2 separate regions of the Rattus norvegicus genome follow, and region 2 is linked to region 1. Evidence: chromatin contacts called from public Hi-C data. All regions are on one chromosome and are shown on one strand. The core of a region is the stretch at or near the end of the contact, and the rest is flanking DNA. Distances in the headings are between cores, read along the strand shown.

What was found. A called contact is a pair of places that touch in the nucleus more often than the background predicts.
Region 2: a contact with region 1 is called in a Hi-C map of kidney, with 4 times the contacts expected there. The contact joins the promoter of Ggt6 here to the promoter of Med31 in region 1. A contact is called at or near these places in 9 of 12 Hi-C or Micro-C datasets (the A7r5 cell line, the Rat2 cell line, Schwann cells and 6 more) and 1 of 1 datasets of contacts at active chromatin or transcription factors (oligodendrocytes).

What each region holds. Positions count from the first base shown.
Region 1 is chr10:57,336,749-57,340,448 of GRCr8, forward strand. It overlaps Med31 (mediator complex subunit 31), which reads right to left and starts at 2,141. Exons shown (of 4, transcript NM_001135813.1): 1 at 2,058-2,141; 2 at 1,090-1,167; 3 at 720-816. The coding sequence starts at 2,085. It overlaps C10h17orf100 (similar to human chromosome 17 open reading frame 100), which reads left to right and starts at 2,438. Exons shown (of 2, transcript XM_063270127.1): 1 at 2,438-3,115. The coding sequence starts at 2,438. The coding sequence ends at 2,839.
Region 2 is chr10:57,548,285-57,551,951 of GRCr8, forward strand. Ggt6 (gamma-glutamyl transferase 6) reads left to right here and starts at 2,254. Exons shown (of 4, transcript NM_001002820.2): 1 at 2,254-2,441; 2 at 3,046-3,248; 3 at 3,326-3,439. The coding sequence starts at 2,302.

The DNA of each region.
Region 1 (3,700 bases), core at 891-3,390:
ACTTCTGGGGTTTTTGTTGTTGTCCCCTCCTTTGGGGCAGTGTCTAGACAGGGTTTACCTGGGTAGAGTGGCTGTCCTGGAAGCAGCTCTGGCCTTGAACTCACACATGCGCCCGCCTCTGCCTCCCAAATGTTGGGATTAAAGCCAGCTTGGCTTTCTTTTCTCTTTTTAAGTCAAAGCAGAGTTTGATGTGATATTGTTGTGTCTGTTCTTTTACAGTGAGTTAATACGCACAGTGATTGAAACAAAGGACACCACAAAGAAAGGCAGGACCTCTAAGACTCTCAGGAAACAGTTCTTCCTACCGTCACAGGTTATGGGTTGTTAGGCCTCAAAACCCCAGAAAGACAGGGGCAGTGCTAAGTGACATGGTTAGACACGACCAAATTACATTAGAACTGTAGTCTACAACAGTTCACTGGATCTTAGCCTGCACGAACAGTATGCTCTGACTTACACTGCCAAGAGAGTAAGCTGGCTCCCACGTAGACAGTTCTTTGGTTTTGTTTGAAGGGAGTGAGGTAAGAATGGTAGCAGAAATAAATGAAATTCCTGTCATAATCAACCCAAGTTAGAGATAACAGCGTCTTACATCAACTAAAAGCAGAAAGATCCCAAATGCTGTTTTCCATTCTGACACCGAGAAAACTGCTAAATAATAGCACTTAGTATTTATAATAAAGTACACACAGCTTTGGGATTTTAAAAATTAAACTTACTTTAGATATTTGGCATATTCTGGTTCTTTCCAGTAAAGCAAGTACTTAAGATAATTAACAAAAGCTTTGTCTTTGAAGTAACCTCTTTGGGCGAGAACTGAAAGACACAAAGAAACACTCTGTATGTCAACCACTGCTGGGCTGCTGATCTGTAATCTCTTAAGTAAAGTAGCTCTTCTTAACATCCCTACCGACAAAACACAAGGGATTAAAAAACACAAGCCCTTGTTTGCTCAGTTGATACTTACAGACCAGCACAAGTAAAACCCCAAACACATCGAAGTAAATAAATACTATTACAAATTGCATCTCTTCTCAGAAACCATTAAGATCTAGTGAGCTACTTAAGTTAATGATGTACTTAACTTACAATTAAGGTAATTTGGGTTGGCTAAACATTGCACAAATTCCAACTCCAACTGAAACCGAAGTCGATTTCCAGCATCATCTAGGAGAAAAGACAGTAAAAAAAAAAAGAGAAAGAAGGAAGGAACGATCACCCAAAATAAAAGTCACAATACAAACATTGATTTGTAGAAACAAAAATAAAACGCAGGTCAAACAGCTCAGCAAGTAAAGGTGCTTGCTGCAAAGTCTGATGACCTGAGTTCGATTCCTGGAACCTACAGGGTTGTAGGAAGACAACCGATTTCTGCAAGTTGTCCTCTAACCTTGGCATGCACCGCCGCTCACCCCCATAAACACACACACACATGCACACTCATGAATGAACTCAAATATCAAAGTGTGGAAGAAACTTCCTTAGAAATTTAGTTTAATTCACTACTTAGTGAGCCCTGTTTCCAAAACAAAAATAGTAATAAAAAAATCCTTTAAAGTTCGTTGAGGAAAAAATATGTAGAACCTGTACGCCACTGTGGAAGGACGTGAGCGGAGATTATCGGATAGTCTGCAATAGCTGTACGGTTCCCTATGTTGTTATAACCACAACTAATTACGTTAAGCAAAAACAAAGTGCTACACAAAAACGAAGCAGGAATGATTAAACAATGGAGAGAAGACGGTGATATGCATTAGAATACACAGGTTACCGACATTTCAGGCAAGTTTGGAGAAGTTCCAAAGAGCAGACAGTGGAAGGTCTCAGTCCTTTCTATGCGCCCCGGCCCGCCCCGCGAGTCAGGGTTGGAGTAGGGGTTAGAGCAACACAGGAGCAAAGTTGGTCCTACAGGCCATATTCTGGGGGGCAACACCGCCTTCTCCTCCGCCGGTCCCAACTCTAAGGATGAGGAGTTGAGCCCGGAAGACGGCGCAGGGGAAGGGAAACGGGAGAGGATTTTGGGGCGAAGGACCATTCCCGTGCAAAACACAACGCACCTGTCTCCATAGCGACGGCCGCGGCCATAGCAAGCAGAAAGGCGCAAACACTACCAACCCGACCCAACCGCAGCCCGGATTGGTGAAGGAGAATCCGGAAGTCACGGGTCCTACTTCCGGTCGCGGGGCAGAGTGGGACACGAGGGCGGGGACAACTTCACTTTGGGGAAGAGTGGCCCCGCCCATCTGTGCGGACCGGGCCGACTGCGCGCGCAGATATCGAGCGGGGCGTGCCGGAGGGCTTCTCTGATTTCAGGTCTGAGTCCTGCTGCCTACTCTGATGTAATACACCTCTCTGACGTCACCTTCCCCCGGGTGGCGTGACGCAGAGCATGATCCTTGGGCTTCTTTGTTCCTCCTGACCAAAGTGTACGGGCAGGATGGCCTCGCCCCTTAGGAGCAAGTCCTCCGTCCCGCGAGTGGAAAGCACCCGCCACAAGGAGACATCGACTGTCCGCATGGAGACGTCGTCCCACCGCGAGGAAACGTCATCCCACCGCGTGGAGACGTCCTCCCGGCAGGTTCTAACGTCTTCCCGGCAAGTGGAGACCTCCCAGCGCCACCGAGAGGGACCCTCCCTCACCCCCTCCGCGAAGCGACTCCCTCAATTCCTCGAGGTGTCCTCCCAGCACGTGGAAACCTCCTCGCAGTGCATGGAAACGTCCTCCCGCCACGTCAGGGCGTCGTCATCCCTGCGGGTGGAGACTACTGTGCACCGCGTAGAGAGCCCAGCCAGGCGAGACAAGCAAGCCACTCGGCAGAGTGCCAGAATGACTCGATGAAGTGCCATGGTCCTTAGCCAGGACTGAGGAATTGCCAGCCAGCTTCCAGGAGAGCCAAGTATCTTTGGTTTCATGGAAACAGCCCATAAAACAGTGTAAGAAGCAGGCTGTGGTTTCTGGGCACTGTTAACATGTATTGACATTGCAGCACCTTAGTCCATCCTGCTGTTGACCCAGCGTACTATTAACCTGAAGCCAGCACAGAAAGGTTTCCGATTTGTAGTACTGTGTAAACCCAGACGATGGACAAAGAGATTCTTTGAGTCTCTACACCAGGTAAGTTTTATAGTCTTAGGTCCCTCTAGAATGTGTTGACGACTTGAAATCTGCGAAGAGGGGCCAGATTTGTCATGTTTCTTGACTACTGGCCTGATCATATACCTGCTTGAAACCTACAGAGCAAGGCATCATCTTTCACAAATTGTTAATTACCCTTTAATAATATTTATATTTCATAATAAGTTTTCTCGTGTTAAGTTGTTATACACAGTATTCCATCTACACTTTAAAAAATAGGTCAGGAGCTATTAGAAAAATAAGGGCAGGGCAATTGAGAAAAAAAAATACTAATCTTGGGAGGGAACGTGAAGAAGCAGCCATGACACTTGGTCTGGGGCGTGAGATTGGCAGAGGATGGTTACTGAGTACCTACAGCATGCTTGGTACCAGTCAGAACTTGTCGGCTATAGCAGTGGAAAAGACTAAGATCTTCTCAAGTGAAGAGAAAGTAAGACGATGTTCTGTTGTATTCCTGTGAAAGATAAGGTATCTATCTTGTGGTAGCGAGTAGGGCGCTCTTTCGAGAACATGGTCAGGGAAAGCCTTGCTGATGACACTTGGTCTGAGATTGTGTGGGTTAGC
Region 2 (3,667 bases), core at 1,004-3,503, 210 kb after region 1:
AGTTCAGTCACCCATAATTCCAACTGCAGGATAATCTGACTCCTCCTCAGGCACCTATACGTAAATGTGAAAGCACCCAGAGAGACATATGCACATACACACAGAACAGAATAATAAAAACAAATCTTAATCAATAAATACTTGGATAAGAAGGCTCAGTGTATACCTGGAGACCTAAGTACAATTCCCAGAACCCAAATATGAAAGAACAGATCTGTTCAAAATTGTCTCTGGCTTTCCCACATGCTGTGATGTGCACCTCCCACAAATGCATTCCATGTACATATGTACACAATAATAAGTAAATAACTTAAAAAGGAGGCTGGTGCCCAAAGGCAACTCCAACCCCCACCCCTCCACTGCCCTCAACAGAGTTTCTCTGTGTAGCCCTGGCCATCTTGGAACTCTGTCGGAAGACCAGGCCAGCCTCGAACTCAGAGATCCACCTGCCTCTGTCTCCTGAGGGCTGGCATTAAAGGCATGGGTCACCACATGTGATGTCATTCATTTTGATATTAAGCTTTTAATTAAGCCAAGCACAGTGATGCTCACCTATAATCCCAGCACAGGAGCAGTGAAGGCAGGAGAATTAGAAGTTCAAAGCCATACTCCCTCAGCTACAGGAGGAGTCTGAGGGCAGGCTGGGCTACATAAAACCCTGTCTCAAAACAAACAAACAAACAAACAAACAAACAAGCACGAAAGCAAAGGGCCACTGGGATGACTCCATGGATGGAGGTGCTTGTTGTCAAGCCTGGCAATTATGCTTGGTCCTCTGAACCCAGATGATAGGAGAAGACCAACTGCCACAAACTGTCCTCTGACTTCCGCAAGCATGCCATGACACTCATGTGCCACACACCACACACCACACACAAACACACACAAAAGAAATAAATGCAACAAAAAATTAAAGGCAGGCATAGTGGCACACACCTTTAATCCCAGCACTCGGCAGGCGAAAGCAGACAGATTTCTGAGTTCAAGGCTGATTTAGTATACATAATCAGACCCTGTCTCAAATAAATAAACAAAAACTCAAAAAGTCTTCTAATTTAATAAACATTAGTAGTACTTTTGAGAGGTGGGGACAGAGAGGGAGGGAGGGAGGGAGGGAGGGAGGGAGAGAGAGAGAGAGAGAGAGAGAGAGAGAGAGAGAGAGAGAAGACATTCAGCTGTGGTGGCTCACACCTTTAATGCCAGCACTGGAAGACAGAGGCAGGAGAATTTCTGTAAGTTCAAGGCCATCCTGGTCTACATAGTGAGTTCCAGGATAACCAGAAAGAAAGAAAGAAAGAAAGAAAGAAAGAAAGAAAGAAAGAAAGAAAGAAAGATAAAAGGAAAGAAAAGGAAAGAGAAAAGAAAAGGAAACAAGACTTCTCCGGCTTCTTCCCAGAAGCCCTGTCTCTATTTCCTACTCTAGCTGCATTCTGAGTCTAAAAAGGTAGCTGGTTTTACCTTGCTCTGAGCCTTGCTTAAGACACACAATGGGTGCCCTTTCCTGCCTGGCATCTTTCGCTCACCATGTCCCCTCTGAGTCACATGCAGTGTTACACATAACTTAGCTTGCTCATTCTTTCTGCTACAGATACCCCGTTGACTGGAGAGTAGCTTGTGAGGTTTTCCTGACAATGGTGTTTGCGTGGTTTCCAATGTGGGACTGTTCCAAATAACACTGCTTTACCCAAAAGCAGGTCCTTGATGTGCATGCCAGGGAGAAGGTTGGAACCCTGTTCTCTAGACTGCTTCCACACAGAGGTCTCTGATGCCGCCTTCTGGACAAAAGCCACATGACACATCCAGGGGTGGCCCTCATCACCCAAGTCGTTCTCAAGATCTCATAGTAGCCTAAGATTGGACCATGACCCTTCCTGGAAGCCACACCCCTGACAATATAACCTGGTTGGTGGCACTAAGCCACCGCCCAGGTTACCCTTTATAACCATAGCTCTAATTCATGTCCACAGTCCCTAGAGACCTGAGTAGGTTAGGGATCTCAAAGGCAAAGAGAGACTCTACCCACCCCACCCCTTAGTCTGTAGCTATGGTGTTGGGCTCCTCCTAGACCTGTGTAAATTGTGACCCCTGTATGGCAGCTGCTTGGGGAACCTTTATGAGAGCCCTGTGTCCTAATGAGGCAGGCTCATAGCAGCCTCCTCAGCCCCGCCCTGCCAGACCTGTTCTCTGTTTCACCACCTCCATTCCCCAAGGCCACCCAGCACCAGCCACAGCCTGCTTGCCTGCCTACCTGGCAGTCTCAACTGTCAGGGCTCTCGGTAAAGATCTGGGGAAGCACGGGCCATGGATGCCACCACAGGGGCTGTGCTCTACCAGAAGCTGCAACTCTGGGAGCCTGGCATGGAGTCAGAGGAGGAGGAAGAAGAGGAAGAAATAGCAGAACCACTAGTCCTTTCCCTAAGGAGACTCCAAAATACCCCCGGGTGAGTCAGCAAGGGCCTGGGAACCCCATAGTTCAGGCCGGATCGCTGGCAAGGTCCTCTCTCTGGAACCTCTAAGCTGGGTCAGGCAATCCCACACTTGGCTGAGCCCCAGGGACTTTCTAGATGAGTAGGGGGAGGGAACTCTAGGCTGCAGACCCAACTTGAGGCTGAGCCAGTCAGTCAGAGAAAGGTCTGTGTATCTGAGGAGACATTTATATCAAGCTGGTCCCTAACCTGACCAGGCCTTGCCGGCTTCAGCCCAGCCCCATGCCACAGCACCTGCTGGACAGGTTGGGACCTGACTACACCTGCTGAACCCCGCTCCTCAACCTCCTCTTTCCTGTGTGTCAAGCCCCTTTCAGGTCTTCCTCCCCCAGTTCTTCTGTAGACTCTTCCTCCAAATCAGCCTCAGTTTCTCTGACTTTTTCCTACCTCTGTGTCTTTGCCAATGCACTGCCCTGGGCCTAGAATCAATCAATCCTCCTCCCCTCCAATTTATACTCTTACAAAATCAAACCTTTGGGGGAAAACATTCCTTGGGTCCTCTTGGGATTCTTGGGTACCCCTTTACCCCATCCCTGGCTCAGGACTCCCCTTTCTGCAGGAACAAGGTTGGTGGGTTGCCAGGAGCCTGGACCCGCCTGCTGGCAGGCCTGCTGCTGCTGGCTGTTAGCAGCTCCCTGGCTCTGAGGCAGCTGCAAGGTAGGAACAGCCCAAAAGGAAACTTGGGCCCTGTGGATCTTCCAGCCAGCAGACACTCCCACCACCCTGGTGTGTACCACCACAGCGCTGTCATCAGCCCTGCAGGTCAGTGTTTGGGGAGGGGCTGTGGGTCAGTGGTCCAGGGCACCTCCCCATCACACATAGACCTTTCCTTACTACAGCCACATGTTCCCGACTGGGCCAAGAGCTGCTTGTCGCTGGGGGCAATGTCGTGGATGCTGGAGTTGGAGCAGCTTTGTGTCTGGCGGTGGTGCATCCTCATGCAACAGGGCTAGGTCAGTGTGATCTGTGGGCCCTGAACCTCAGAGCCTCTAACCTGGGGCCTAGTTAGTGACCTGGAACTCGTTCGGGCAGTCAGTGACCGTTACCTCAAGACTAGCTAGTGAACAGGACAGAGGATCTGAGTACCAGGCCTAGTCTTGGATAACCCTTGACCCTGGTCAGCAACTCTTGATTTCAGGCTGTCAGGGACCTCTATTGCAAGACAGTGATTCTCCACCTGG